Linked DNA regions of Anas platyrhynchos: region 2 is linked to region 1. Evidence: chromatin contacts called from public Hi-C data. All regions are on one chromosome and are shown on one strand. Each heading gives the region's core, a stretch centred on a gene start, on an enhancer-like site or on the middle of the called end of the contact. The rest is flanking DNA. Distances are from core to core; before and after follow the strand shown. Region 1 overlaps ZMIZ1 (zinc finger MIZ-type containing 1). Region 2 holds the start of ZMIZ1 (zinc finger MIZ-type containing 1).

Evidence for each region. Hi-C and Micro-C count contacts between places; a contact is called where the count stands out from the background.
Region 2: a contact with region 1 is called in a Hi-C map of subcutaneous adipose tissue, with 3 times the contacts expected there. The contact joins the promoter of ZMIZ1 here to the enhancer-like site in region 1. A contact is called at or near these places in 6 of 8 Hi-C or Micro-C datasets (F5 follicle, liver, skeletal muscle and 2 more).

Annotation. Positions count from the first base shown.
Region 1 is chr6:16,076,954-16,084,227 of IASCAAS_PekinDuck_T2T, reverse strand. It overlaps ZMIZ1 (zinc finger MIZ-type containing 1), which reads left to right. Exons shown (of 22, transcript XM_072039497.1): 3 at 6,715-6,797. Among named protein-coding and RNA genes, the nearest start is that of ZMIZ1, 110 kb to the left of the region's middle. Within about 2 kb of position 4,062, at least 5 of the 8 cell types and tissues checked have an H3K27ac peak or open chromatin away from gene starts, as enhancers often do. A contact at or near this core is called in F5 follicle, small yellow follicle and subcutaneous adipose tissue, where this site is marked.
Region 2 is chr6:16,189,268-16,196,541 of IASCAAS_PekinDuck_T2T, reverse strand. It overlaps ZMIZ1 (zinc finger MIZ-type containing 1), which reads left to right and starts at 2,676. Exons shown (of 22, transcript XM_072039497.1): 1 at 2,676-3,195.

The sequences.
Region 1 (7,274 bases), core at 2,813-5,312:
GTTTAGTGTAATGAAATGAAGTGGAAAAGGTAACACACACACACGAGTAGTGTTTTAAGTTTCTTTCACCTCAGTGTTTTCCCTTAGTATAGTTTTTTTTTTTTCCACCAGCAAAAAAAATGTGCATGTATTACATGCAGCCCTAACCAGTTTGCTCTGCTACCGTACGTAAGTAGGAATGCCATAAAGATTTAAAGGAATACTCTACTGCCAAATCTAAGACATTTGTTAGTCTCAATGATGGCTTAATTTTTAGTATTCCTTGGTGCTTCATATCTTGACATTTCTTATGACCTACAATTAAAATGACTTTAGTGAAGTCTCAACCTATATCCAGATTGCTGAGTATGGTTGACTGTCTCCAGGGAAAGGCTTGAACTGCTTGCTAAATCAATTTGTTCTTTTCTCAAAACAGATTAAATATGTTTTACCGGTTTAAATTAAAAAATAAATAACCCCATATGACCTAACTGCTACATGTAAAATTAAAAACGCACTCTGCTCGTTCCGAAGGGTAGGCATTTTGATGCCAACGGTGCGCTGATAGTATTCCACCAGAGAGAGAAGTCAATGGTTAAAAACAAGCATGTCTAATCCTGTCTCGCTGCTCTGTTAGTCTTGTTTGAGAATTAAGTTGATGGCACACTACTTGGGTGGGTGCTAACTGCTAGATGTGGCAATAATCTCCTTGTGCGGAGCCTGCGACGCTCTCCTGCTGCTGCGCCTCCTCCCTCCGGTGAGGTTCGCATTCGTCCTGATCGTGCACACCGCTTTCTTTCCAGGTCACCCAGCCTCCTCGCAGCCCTTCTTTTAGCAGGACTAGCTGCAGAACTCGCTTGTGACTCACCTGCACCATCAGTCGATGCTTCAATATGATTTTATTGGCTCCTCCTGCGCACAGCTTATTTTGTATCCAGCACGCAGCAGAAGTACAGGGGATCGGCAGCTTCTGTGCCGCGCGGAGCTGCGCAGGGCATGCAGGCAGCTGTACACAGGGAGTCGGCTGCACTGGTTATGCCAGCAGCAGCCTTTGTTCCTTCAAACCACTTCCATGGCCGCGCTCGAGTGGGTTATTGTTTGAGGCTGTGTAAGTACAATAGGATAGAAGGGAAAGGGAAGGGGAATTTTTTTTCTAAAACAGAACAAAATAAACTAAAAAAAGTTGCTATGGAAATAGATGGCAAATGGTCTGTAATAATGGGATTTTTCAAGAGGTGTCCAACCTCCAGAACAATGGCTCGGCGCAAGCCAAGGTTAATAGTGCTCATTATCTTACGCTAGCGAGCTGGCAGCGCGCTCCTCTCTCACAAACACGCAGCCCAGCACGCTGCTGCCGGCTGCAGCTCAGGTGGGGACGGTCACTTGGGAAATGGTGGCGAGCCACACGCTGGGGTTGTGCTGGACTTGGCTGCCCCTGGGCTGTCCTTGGCTGCTTCTGGCCACAGCAGGAGCAGCCCGGCCGGGCAGGCAGGAGCTCATGTCTGACAGCCCCACGCAGAGAGGTCACAGCACCTCTTGTCCCTGCTGCGCCTCAGGCCACAGCACCGGGGGGCTGCCGGGGCCACAGTGGTGGCAGCCCGGTGGCTTCGGGTGTGCTGGACCAAGCTGGGCCTCACATGTGGCAGGGGAAAGGGAAGGGGTTCGGGAAAGTTGTTGTCCAAGAAATGGGGTTGTAGTGGAGCAAGCCAGGAGAGGCAAAGGGTTTTGCTGTTGGTGCTGTAAACTGAAGATCGTAGCACTGCTTATTGCTGCCATCAGGTCTTATGCTCAAGGAGTGTGACACAGCCCTAAAATCCCCTTATGTCTCAAAGTGAGGAAGTCACAAGCTGCATCTGAAAAAAGGTGTGCTCGTTATTTTGTGCATTTCAAATAATGTCTAATGTAATTTTGAGATTGATTCCACTTCTGCTTTAAAGGAATCATTAAACTGAATTAAAGGTATATTAAAAAACAAAAACCACACAGAGGAAAAAAACTCAAGGAAGTGGTGACTGAGTAAACAAACCTTTTGCTTTTGCCCCAGTGGAAAATAGGAAAAAACAAGCAAAACTGCAAGTTCTCATTGCTTTTCCGCTCTGCCCCATAGCAGGCCGCCTGCCTCCCCGGAGGCCTGCCAGTGGTAACAGGGCGCCACGCATGGCAGCCGCGAGCTGGGCACCATGTCAGAGCCTGGCAGCCTGGAGCAAAGCACTCTCTGCGGCCCCACGGCCTGTCTGCCGGTGACCCACTGACACAGGGGAGATGGGGACACTCAGGGGCAGTGTGGCTGCCTTCTTCTGCCCCGCTTTGGAGGCAGATTTCTGCCCTTCGGTTTACATCCGTGCTGTAGCCAGCAGACGCTGTGTGTTGGTGGGATGGGTTGGTGTGCTTTTTGGGTTCTGTTTTGCTGAGGATTAGAGGGGGCCAAGCCTAGGCAAAGTTGACAGTTGTCATTCTGAAGCCACCATCCCTCTGACACCCTCATCACTTCTGCCCCTCCACATCTTTTCCTCCCACCTCTGATCCCCTTCCTTGCCCTGTTGCTGCCCGGGAAGGGAGCACAACACCCTTGGCAGGGCAAGGTGATCTTGGTTTACATTTCTGCGATGCTGTGAGCTTAGTCTCTCTTTTTCTCCCAGAAAGCACCTAGTGTGTATTGCTTACTTGAGCAACACTTTATGCCTCTCCTTCATACAGAGCTAGCAGATGTTTTAGCAGAAGACAGCATCAGATGCTCATCAGCCATACACACACCCAAGTTTCTAAAAACTCCTGAGCTGATCAAGGGCTACACTAACTGATGAGGACAGCATTTAATATTTAAACATGTCTAGAAGTTCGTGTGTTTTCCGTGTGGCAGAAGTTCTCTTGCTGACCAGTGAGCTATGTAGGAAGCGCAGCACATTGTGTTCTTCACTTCTGACCCAGTTGCAGCCCGGGATACGTGAGAGCTGGGGTTGCCCACACACTGTTTCACCGCGGTTGTACAGGAATTCCAAGCTTGAACATACTGCAGCTTAAGGAGGATAATGCTAGAACTCAGGAATAATTCATGAAAAGAGGAAAAAACCCTGAAGTGCACCTGCCTAATGTGTTTCCATAATAGGATTGTACAGCACACTTAATTGTCTGTCTTGGCAGTATTTCTGTCTTCTAGGTATTTCTGTGTGCATGTTTTGTTTGCTCTCTTTATTTTTGTTTGGGTATGTAGAGCTCAAGTTGCATTTTGTGTATGACAACTGCAGGTTTTACTCTGGGTTGTCCTTTGGATTAGAGTTCCTCGCTATTGCTTGAACCCAGCCGAGGCTGAGCACTGAGGCTAGCAGCAAGGTCCCCAGGGGCTGAGGAGGCATTGGGGGCCCCAGGTAGATCTGTTGGTGAAGGGGTGACTTGGTGGGACCAGGGCACGGTGAGATGGCAGGGGGAAGGGTGGTGGTGCAGCTGGGCCTTTGGAGGCCTGAAGATGGGCTGCATCGCCTCCTTGTTGGCCTTCTTCCAGTCCCCTTTCACTGCTTCTCTCATGCTTTAATCATAAAGCTATGTGCTGTGCTTTGGCTGTGTCCTGCATATATGCCAACCTTTTCCATTCCTCCACCTCTGCAAAAACACCAAGAACCAAGGCCTTGGTCTTAAAAGCAAAACACTGAAACAGTGCAGTACGTTGGACCTCAGTTGGCAGTGGTGGCAGGGGCCGCAGGAGCCCTGAGAGGCCGTGGCCACCCCACGGGGAGCAAGGACAGCCCGGGGCTGGGGCAGTGGAGGAGGCCAGGCAGGGAGGGGAGAGGGAGTTTTTGAGGCTTTAGGGCATGCCTGATGACCTCTGCAGCTTTGGTTTTCCCCTTGGAAGCCTAGAAATAGCACCTTCAAAACGAACAAGCAACAACAGCAAAACAAAGAGAAGCTGAAAGCTGAGGTTTCCGTGTGATGGTGGGACATCGGAGAGCTGGCTGTAGGAAAAATTCCTGTTATTGCAGGAGACATGATCAAATCGCCAGGGCTGGCAGCCCTGCTGTGCTGCCTCTCCCTCCTGCTCTCAGCCTCCACAGCCCGTGCTGCGTGTGCTGCTTGTCTCTTTCGCTGTATTGATTTTTACAGTGTAATCTACTCAGAGCAAGGGTTTTGTCTATTATGCGTTTGTAATGCACCACACATGCATTACTATAGAAATAATCTAATACAAAGTGCCTGGGATTTCAAACATCCAGTGTTTCATAGCCAAAACATTTGGCCAAGAAATAAACCTCCTGTTTTTGTGCTCCCTCTGCTGGATCCATACGCGCAGGAATTGCTGGCTGTGCCTGGAGCTGCGGGCTCCCCTCTGTTCCCCAGCTCTCATCCCGGCAGCTTCACCATCCTGTGCTGTTTGGTGGATGCTTTCATGAAGCTCTTGGCTCTTCCCCGAGCCCTCTCAGTCAGCTGTATTACAGGATGCGAACTGGGGATCGATGAGAAATTGAGGCAGTGCACTGCACCGCAGCGAGGCTGTGGTTTGACACCAGGCAAGGTTGTTGATGCTGGTTTTACGGTGTTTCCAGTTGTCTCCTCTTCCCCCACCCATCTATTCTCATTTTCAAGGCATAGCCCCCTACCCCCAAACTGTGCCAGTGTGACTGGCTTGAGGATCTTCCTAGAAATAGTCTGAGAGAACTGATCAGGCATTCAAAAAAGCTGCATGTTTTTTTTTTTTTTTTTTTTTTCCATAGGCTGAATGCAGTTGAGAGCAAACCCCTGCCCAGCATGCTGGCAGGGTTGGGGGCTGGCACGAGGGCCCAGGAACAGGCAGGGGTGATGGTCTGGCCTCTGAGCAGGTTGCGGGGTGAAAGCATGGAGCAGATGCTGGTGGGGACCATGCCAGGGAAGCTTGGACCTGATTTGCAAAAGGAGTGGGTGGTCTGTGATGTGAATTCACCGAAATGTTAATGGGATGGCCCTTTTCAGAGGTGCTTTATAAAACAAAACAGGAATTGTGGTGCCAGTTCTGCAGATGGAGGAACTAATGCACAAAAGAGTGGAGCGAAGCGTTGGCTTCCCATTTCACAGCAGTGCAGTTTAAGCTGGTTTAAGCAGCCTCTGATCTACCCTCTGCCATCACGGCTGAGCACTCCTGCCCTCGTGCCCGCTCCCTGCGCTGAGTTGGCACAGCTGTTTATGAGACAGCATGCTGAAGGAAATGAGCTCCCTGATCCAGCTAACCGTGCAGCTGCACAACTGCAGGCTTGGAAGCGAGCGTCCAGGAGGGAGAAGTGAGAGGCAGAGTTGAAGCTGCCAAGCAAACGCCGCAGCCCGACTTGCTGAGGTCCTGTCCCGTCGCACCGGCAGAGCCTGGGATAGTACCCAGCTCCTGGGGTGGGTGGAACAAAAGTTGATCCTTTGGCGGGAGGAACGAAGTTAGATAAATAATTAATTCAGACTTAATTAAAGACCTAGTCTGCGTTAGTTGAGAAAGTCATGTTAACACGTACTAAATCTGAATCAATTAGCATGTTTCCCCTGGCTTGTATAAGCAGAACAAAAGCACTGGGGAAAACTTCTGGATGAGAATAAATATGTTCTGGGGGAAAACAGTCACAGTTCAATGAGGCCTTAAAAGCCAATCATTCACCCAGGGTGCCTGTCAATGTGTAACTTTTCTAGAATTGCCATTTGTTGCGGGCCGAGAACAGCAGAGTTCCCATCTGAAGCAGATTGTCCCTTGGTGGCACTATACATACCAGTGATGGGATGACTGTTTCTAGCATATGTTTTTCAGACATGTTTTTATTCATTGTGAATTGTCAGTGAGGAGGGTAAATAAGATTGCGTAACAAATGTTGCTGCAAGTAACAAGTTCTGTGAAAAACTCAAAGTTTTTCTGCTTTGTTGTTGGTCACCTGTGACTTTTGCATCACATGAGGTTATCCAAGTGCCTGCTTCCATTGCTGGTCATTGTGGAGGTTCTGCACTGGCCATGAGTTGCACGTTATTTTTTTCCACCAGACTTGTTTTTTCCTGTTCAGTGAAAAATTCTCTTGCGTGGAAGTTACTTGGAATTTAGTCAAAAGAGAAGCAAAATGTACTCATCGTGTTCCTTTCTTCAGTATGTGCTGAGTTCTAGAGCCTGGCAGCGTCAGCCTGTAAGGACACCTTGTCTGACTGCTGAAACAGCATGTAACAAAATACACAGTGCCCGTAAACATTCTGCAGTCTCCCTTTACAGTATTTCTTTATAATTAAAAAGCATTTCCTAGAAGTTGCGGTGCTGTGCCAATGTAATTCATAAGCTTGCTTTGTTTTGCTACAGTCAGGATGGTGTTTTTGAGGTATTTTGGTGTATCCATTTAAGCAGAGTTAGGGGGGTTGTTTATTTTTTTAATGGCACTTAGCCTGTAGCAGTCGGTGAGTGCCTGTATAAAGAGAACGGAAGAGACTTCAAGATGACTTTTAACTGGAGGGAAAAAAAAAAAAGACCATTTACTGTTGGTAAACTTTGGTTTAAACCTCAACAGAATCCTGCTATCTTTTCCTCATCTCTTTTTTATGGACAAGAAAACCTGTAAGGCTTAAACTGCTGAAGTGATTCTCCAGAGTTGGGGGTAGCTGGAATTGTGGACCAAGTCTCAGATCTGGTGCTCCAGACTTGTTCCTGGGACTCCTAAATGTCCTTCATTTATCTCAGATCTGCGCAGCGAGCTTTTTCAAATGCTACCGTGTCACTCAGGAGAACGGAAGTATGATGTGCCTGTGCTTTTATTGCAGGAAACTGGATCTTGTTATGTGAGGGCATTGAGGAAACGTGCCCCAGCTACTGAGAGGAAGAAAGGCCGGTGGGGAATACTCAGGTAAGAAGGCTTTACGGACCAGCCGGCAGTAAGAAATACTTGGGGGCCTTCAGTCTTTTTCCAGACGCTGCTTCATGCTTTATGCTTTAACGACTGATCTGGTCACTATCAAAGTTTATTTGTTGTTTTAAGAAGCAGTCCTGTTTGGTCAATTGATTGCAACAACAAAACACTGCAAGCAAAGCCCTCAGCATAAACATTCCTCGGGCTATCCCTGGTACAGCTATTGATCGTGATACGGAATACAAACAAATTACTCTTTGCATGAGCCATTTGAGCTATAAAACACAGCAATAATATGTTCTACTTGCTGCCAATAAATGTGCATTTATAATAAACAAAGGAGAAATCCCTGAGTAGAAATGAACAGTAGTTTCAATAATGTGTTCAATATCTCATGTCCAGCTGTTGTACAGAATGAAAAAGCAGATAGTAGATGCTCTGCATTTTTTGTCCTCCCCCCTGTCTTCTGTTAAC
Region 2 (7,274 bases), core at 1,427-3,926, 110 kb before region 1:
CAACATGGCAATTACTGAATAAAATCCCATGCCCCAGAATGTTTACTACTGTAAACAACTTATCGTTATTTATTCATATTTTATGAATTCATTTTTTTTCACAAACTGTATTAACAATCTCTTGTGGCACAAAATAGGATGTGGTGTAATTTTTTTTTCTAACCAACTCTAAATAAAAGGATCCATTGAGAATCTAGTCCTGAGTGTGTTTCAGGCTACATTTTACTTAGCATGATTAGCTGTGTTAGAAGGCATTATGATGTTCTGGCAAGCTCTCTCTGGTTTGGAGCAGTCCTTGCTCTCCTTATCCTTACAATAACATTTTAGTCATTGCTTTCCTTTCATGTTGTCAGGCTGGCTAGTTCAGACTAAAACCTTTCACACAAACTCAGGCCAGGGTTCAACCTCGATGTTGTCCAATTGGTGCTAGTGGTGTTAGTCGCCTTCCCTGCCTGATGGGGAAGAGCTGAAGCACAGGGGAGAGACAGAAGTAGGTCTCAGACTTCAGTATTCGTGCTCTACAAATGGCTGCATTTGTCGCTCTTTAAATCTCATTATCGTTCACAATTAAAATTCAGTCAGGCTCCAAGAAGACCTGCTTACTGTCAAAATCTGGTATTAGGTAGTCAAATGATAGAAAGGCAGTGATGTTTCTTCCCTCTATGAAATGAGAATCTGCCTTGTGGACAGCTCTGCTAACATACTAAGTGAAATGATTTTGGGGTAGTTATGTGCCTGTTTGGTTTTACATAGGGTTACTCGACTGCATTATTTGGAGCAGATAAAGAAATTGTGGTCATTCAGAATCCTTGGGTACTCTTTTGTAAGAGTGTGGTGTTGCACATAGCATGCTGGCTATCTTCCAGCTTTGATAATTATTTTCTGCTTGAAAACCTTGTCCAAGTTAAAATGCTGGGGAATGTATTGTTTCCTTCAGGTTTCTAATCCTGAAACTGTATGGTGTAGCTAGGGGAAAAAAGTAAGTTTAACAGCAGGAGTGACTGAATCCCCTATCTATCAATCTCAGCTGCAGGAAGATCTGGAGCTTTAGGAGAAAGGCTTAGACTAGTTGAGTGACTTTATTCCAGATCCAATTCCAGTTTGAGATTTCTCAAAGTTGAGATGTGCTTGGTTCTCGAATTTATGTTTGTTTGGCTCTGACAGGGCGCTGTCTCCTGGTGTAGGACAGATCAGCGTGCAGTGGGGCGATGAGTGTTTATGTCCCTGTAGAAGCGCACTGTGGGCACTACATAAATAGCACGCTTACAATGCTGCGTTTCCTCAGCTCACATATGTTAAGTTCCTTCTCAGTACGTTACAATCACATGCCATGCCTTCTCTTCCTATTCTTTCAGCTCGGTTTTGTTTTTTTGAGCTGTATCCTTGACTCTTGAAGGCGTGCATCCTGGATCTCAGTGCTACCTCGCCACATCATGTTTTTAAAGGCTTTATTCTCCTTGCCAAACGACTCAAGTCGCCCTGCTGAAGCTAGAAGGGTGTAACGGTGCTGTAAGCCAGAGCCCCGATCCTTGGCAGAGGGTGCCATGGGTGCCGGCTGCCCGGTGCTTGTGCCCCTCTCAGCTCCCCGGGTCTCTGTGCAGGGTGAGGGGCTGGGTGCTCAGACCCTGGCCCCATGCAGCCCTTGGCACCAGCCTGGCAGCAGTGACGGCTCGGCGCAGGCAGGGCGAGCACAGCAGGAGTTTGAGGCGGAACTCCCCGTAGGAGCCGGGCTGCGTCTCCTCAGCCGCTGCCATCGCTGCTGCTGCTGCTCCCCGCCTGCCCCTGGAGCCCCTGTGGAGGCGGCCAGCCCCCAGTGAGCGCGGTCTGAGCGCTGCCCCGCTGCTTTCAGGCACCGCCTGCTCGGCGCGGCGCCTTTAAGGGGCCGGCAGGGGAGGGGAGGGGAGGGGGGGAGCGGCGGCGGCGGGGGCGCGCTCGGCGCGGGGGCGCGCGCGGCCGGCTGGCAGGCAGCGGCATTGTTCGCTGACGTCACTGGCAGGCCGCGCGGCGGCCGCTCTCCAGCTCGCCTTTGTTATTCGGCGCTCCCCGGCCGGCGCCGCGGCCGCACGCAAAAAGCGGAGCCGGAGCCGCGCGGGGTGGAGCGGAGCGGAGCGGCGGGGCAGCCGCCCCGGGGGCGGGGGGCGGGCGCCGGGGATCGGGGGGGGGGGGCGGTGCTGCCCTCCCCGCTGTGTGCCCCCCCCCGGGGCTGCGAGCAGGGGGGCGGGCACGGGGCGGGGCTGCGGGGTGTGGGGGGGAATTGGGGGGGTCTGGGGGCGGCTCGCCTCATTAGCAGCGCCTCGTAAAGCGCTGATTGTCCGGGGGCACCGGGGAGCAGGGCGGCTGCGGGCGGGGGGCTCCCGAGCCGCCCCTACCCGGGGGGGGCCCCGTGGGGTGTCAGGGAGCCGGGGAGCAGCTGCCCCCTGCCCGCCCGGCAGCTTGTCCCCATGGCCGTGCACAAACACAAGCCACGAAGCCAATAAACAGCGATCGGTACCGCGCAGCGGAGGCACCGCATGCTCGGCGGCGGGCGGGCTCCCGGGCGGCTTTCCCCCGTGGCAGGCGGGGGGAGGAGGAGGAGGAGGTGCGGGGAGGGGGGGGGGGTGTTCTCCTGCCTGGGGTTCGCGCAGTGGAAGGGTTTTCTCTCTCCTTTTTTTTTTTTTTTTTCTTGTGCGTGCAATCCAGGCAGCCTCCGCCGCGCCTCCCCGCCGTCAGCCCGACATTGGCGATGTTTTAACTCGCCTCCCAGCCCCGAACTTGGGGCGGCGTGAGCGTGTGTGTGTGTGTGTGTGTGTGTGTGTGTGTGAGTGTGCCGGGGGGGGGACCATCCCCGCAGGAGGCAGCTCCCTTTCCGATAGGAATCTGGGACAGATTTTGCCAGCAGCCACCGAGCGTGGCCCGGCGGCACGGAGCAGCCCGTGTAACCCGACACTCCAACTTGCCGTGCGCCCTGCGAGTTGATTCACTTACTCACCGCCGGCACCGCGCTGCCGCTCGCTGCCGTGGGCGAGGAGAGGGGGGAGAGGGGACGGGGAGAGAGAGGAGAGCAGAGAGAGAGGGGAGAGAAAAAAAGGACCGGGGTGGGGGGGCGGGGGGAGCCGGGCGAGAGGGGGAATAAAACAATCTGCCTGGCGGAATACCCCGCTAGAGCCGCGGAGCGCTGGGGGAGCGAGGACGCTGCCTGGTGCCGAGCCCAGCCGGGTAAGTTGGGGGGCGCCGCTCGCAGCCCCCCGGGCAGGGGGCGCGGACAATGGGGGGGGGGGAGCGCGGGGAGCGCCCCTGGGGGGCCCGGCCCGGCCCGGGGCGAAGTTGGCGGCGGGGGCCGGCAAAACAAAGGGGGCCGGGGCCGGGGGGGCGAGCCCCGGGGGCGAGCTGCTGGCGGCCGGCTCGGGAGCGGGGCCTCCCCGGCGGGCGGCAGGAAGGAGCCGCCGGCGGTCACCCCCCCCCCCCCCCCCCCCGCTGGCCTTGCCCTGCCCCCGGTGCATCTGTCCGGGGGGGCCCGGCTCGGCTCGGCTGGGCTCTGCTCGGCCCGGCCCGGCCGCCGCACAAAGCGAGGGGAGCGGCGGCGGAGCCGCTCCGGGAATGTAAACACGGCGCGGGGCCGCCGGGCTGCGGCCGGCAGCGGGGGGGTGGGGGGGGGGCGGCGGGGCCGCTGCGAAGCCGCGCCGGGGGCTGCAAACTTTGCGCCGCGCCCCGCCGGGGGTCGGCTCCCGCGGCGCCGGGGGGGGCTTGGGGGAGGCTCGGGGGGTTTTGCCCCCCCCCCCACACCCGGCGGGGGTAAAGCGAGGGGCAGGCTCCGAGCGGGGCTGCGGGCGGCGCGGCGGGGCCGGGGGGGGCCGGGGGTTGGCGGCCGGGGTCCGCAGGCCGGAGCGGAGCGGGTGTCGCGAGTGCGTTTTTCAATGCGTTGAGACGGGAGAAGAGGATTTAACTTGGCAGGCTGAACAAATGCTCTATCAAAGGTTTCCTAAGAGACAGTGGGAGAGCGGGGGAGATGAATGACCCGCGGTGGTTTTAGGGTGCTACCTCTGCGGGCTGGCTTTCACAGGCGCAGTGGCCATTTAGGGCTCTGAATACAACTCCGCGCATCAGAAAGGCGACAGGCTTATAAAATTTAAAAGGGCAAAAGCCCATTAATGCTGTGGCAGGGCTCTGGCTCCCAGCTCTGCTTGAGCAGCTCCAAGCGCCTTCAAGTGCCAGAGCTTTTAAGGAATCCCCAGCAGCAGCAGCTCCCCCGGGGCTGCCGGGTGGACCTTGGCCTTGGGCAGCGGCCGACCTGGGGCAGCCTCTGCTCGGCTGGGGCAGCGCGACCAAACGGGAGCCAGGCGAGGGCAGGACGGGGAGAAGAAAGGGCCCGGGGCCGGGATGCCGGGCTCGCAGCTCTGCGGGCTGCAGGCGCCGTGCCGCTGCAGCGGGGGCACGGTGGCAGGGCTCCGAGAGCGCTGCCAGCAGCAGCAGGAAAGTTTCACAAAGGAGTCGAGCAAAATTACGCTCCGCTGACGGTCTCTGGGAGAACGAGGGTCTGGCGAACAAACGTAGTTGGTCTGCGATTCAAACTTCCACTTCCTTCTCTCGATAGAGGGAAATTTACTGTGGCATCAATCTTCTCTTGGCGGGGCCCGATTCAGGTTTGTGAATGCCAGGAGACTTGCTCTGACCTTTTTCTGTTCAAGTTGAGGATGTTGAAACACCAGCCATCAAACAAAAGACACATTGAAAGCAAGATCTGCAATGGAGCACGTGTGACTTTGAGGCTAGTTGAGTGCGTTTGGTGGCTGTTTTCCGCCGAGTTGGGGGGAGGAGAGAGAAAAAGGACGCTTATTTTTTAAATGAGATTATGGAAAACATGACTTGAAATCCCCTAAATATCCCCGAGTCAAGGACCTTTTTTATTTCTATCTTTACTTTTACAACGTCTTAGGAAAATGCCTCCGTTTCTTCTATTTTCTTTTTTTACATATGTCTAATTTGCAAATGACGAGTATATTTTTTTCCCCGCAAGTGTGAAGATGACCAGGAATGTTACCGAATTTCTGATTTTTTTTTTATTTAAAAAAAAAAAAAGCTTTAGAGAATTAAGTGACTTTCGGATTACAGCTTAAAACAATGAAAAATTCCCTGGGGTTTAATTGACAGACTCACGATTTTATCTACTCAAGATAATACTACCTCAAAAGGTGGCAGATTTAAAGATTACTCTGTAAATTGTAAGTTAAACTTAGTTTGGGCTCGGAGAATTGAAAAAGAACCCCCTCAGGACCAGTCGATGTAGGTATCTAACCTGCCGGTGGCACTCATAACAGGGACAGATGCCGTTATTGTTTGCATTGTTTACAGCCCACAATACCTTAAACGCTGATAATGATTAGAAACAATAATTGAGGCTGTGGCAAAGGATCAATGAAAACTTTGCTTCAGGAAAGAAGCGAGTTGCTGTGTGTGTATGTATGTATACACACAGTATTTGGAGCTGTCTGAGAAGCGCAGTCACCGTGCGGTACAGAACTCTGTTTTTAGAATATTTTAAGAAACCCACAGAAGATAATAGATGAGTTTCGGCATAACCTAGGATTTGTACTGATGGCAGTGGTTACGGGGAGCTGAAAGGAGAGGGCTCTGTGCAGCGCGTTTCCATTCATAACTTTTCTTGGGAGTTGTTTGCACTTTACCCTAAATCTCCTCCACTTTTATAGGTTCCAAAGGTTCTGTGTAGACAAAGGAGGAAAAAAAAAAAACAAACAAGCAGCCAACAACCCAAACATCTCGGGTGACGGTTACATCACTGATACTATAGTTGGAGACAATGTTGGCTGTTTTTTTAGCAACTTGGTGTTTGTGCTAGCAGCTCTGGAGAGCCTGGTTTCTTCGCTTGAAAAGGAAGAAAAATGCATCTCTGAGGAAATGAAGTTGGCGTTCGTTTTGCCTTCCCCAGTGTTTCTGGTAGGCTTCAGGTGGTGGGACCCGGCTTCCTTCCCACCCCAGGGGAGGAAAGGTGGCCACGGGTGCTGGTGGGCTGCTGCTGCCCTACCTGGGGCACCTGGCTCCCACCAGTAGCTCGTGCCTGCGATCAGAGATTTGAGCACTGTGCAATTGGCTGATTTGTTCGCTCCTAGTTAGACCAATTTTTGTGAAATCCTATCCTCTATTACAGCCAAGTGACAAGGGTATTGCTGAAGAGTTGAGGGTTGGTTTACTCTTGTTCTCGTCAACTGCCTGTTGTGGGATGAAGAGCACAAGTCCTCTTTATCCATTTCCATAATTTTGTGAGAAAGCACCTCATACGGTGCAGCAATACAGAGCGCCATGGATGGGCACTGATGTGCCTGCTGCTCAGAGGTGTGTGCTCCTTTTGCTGAATTTGGCATGTGTAAGCTTTCCTGCTGATGGTAAGCGGAGGCTGTGTCAGTGGTATTAGAAATCATTTCTGCTTGAAAATGGTGTCTTTGGCTTAAAAACAAGGTTTGAGAATTGGAACGTTGCTTTGTCATATTGATTTTTCTTCTGCTTCTCTTTCTGAAAGCAAAAACTTCTTGTGTAGCAATTTCACGTTATTTATTTCCATTGGATTACGCAGGATCATTAGCATGCCGCTTGCTTAATGTTGGACATTTTTAAAGGTGGCGCAGGCTGCAGGAGCAATGTCCAGGCAATGGGTTGTAATGGATCTCCACAGCTTGACTGTTGGAGGCAGTAGTGTATTATGAGAGCAGAGGATGGTCCTACACTTGTTTCGTGTTATTTTTGGTTCTGATCCTCCAAGTTGTGCTGGAGTTCGCATGGCCTGCAAGGGTGAGGTTTGGGGGTGTCGGTACCGTGCCACTACCCTTTATTAAGTAGGGCAAATTGCTGTGGGTATTCTCTGTCTGGGGGGAGGGGGAAAGAAAGCTATTTTTAGGCAGGCAGGCAAAATCACTTTCCATCAAATTTCTCCTGCAAGTATCAACAGAGATTAACGTAGTTCTTGGGGAATGACTCACTCATTAAAGACCGTTCCCTTTGGAAGCCCTGGATAGGCAGTCATTCGGTCCAGGCCACCCATAATTTCCTTCAGTTGCCTCCACTTCTTAGACCTGTAGCAAAGGACAGGAAAAGTAACTTGTGCTCCTCTACCAAGTCTCAGGGCAGCCAAACGCAGGCCCTTCTAGTGGGGTTGATGCCCTTCTGAATAAGGCTTAGGATCTGATGAAATACCTGCACTCGGACCCACCTGTCCGTTCGCTAGGTAATGCGATCAGTTGAGCTGTTTCGTGTAGCATATTCGTGTCGTGGTAGTGGCACAGAAG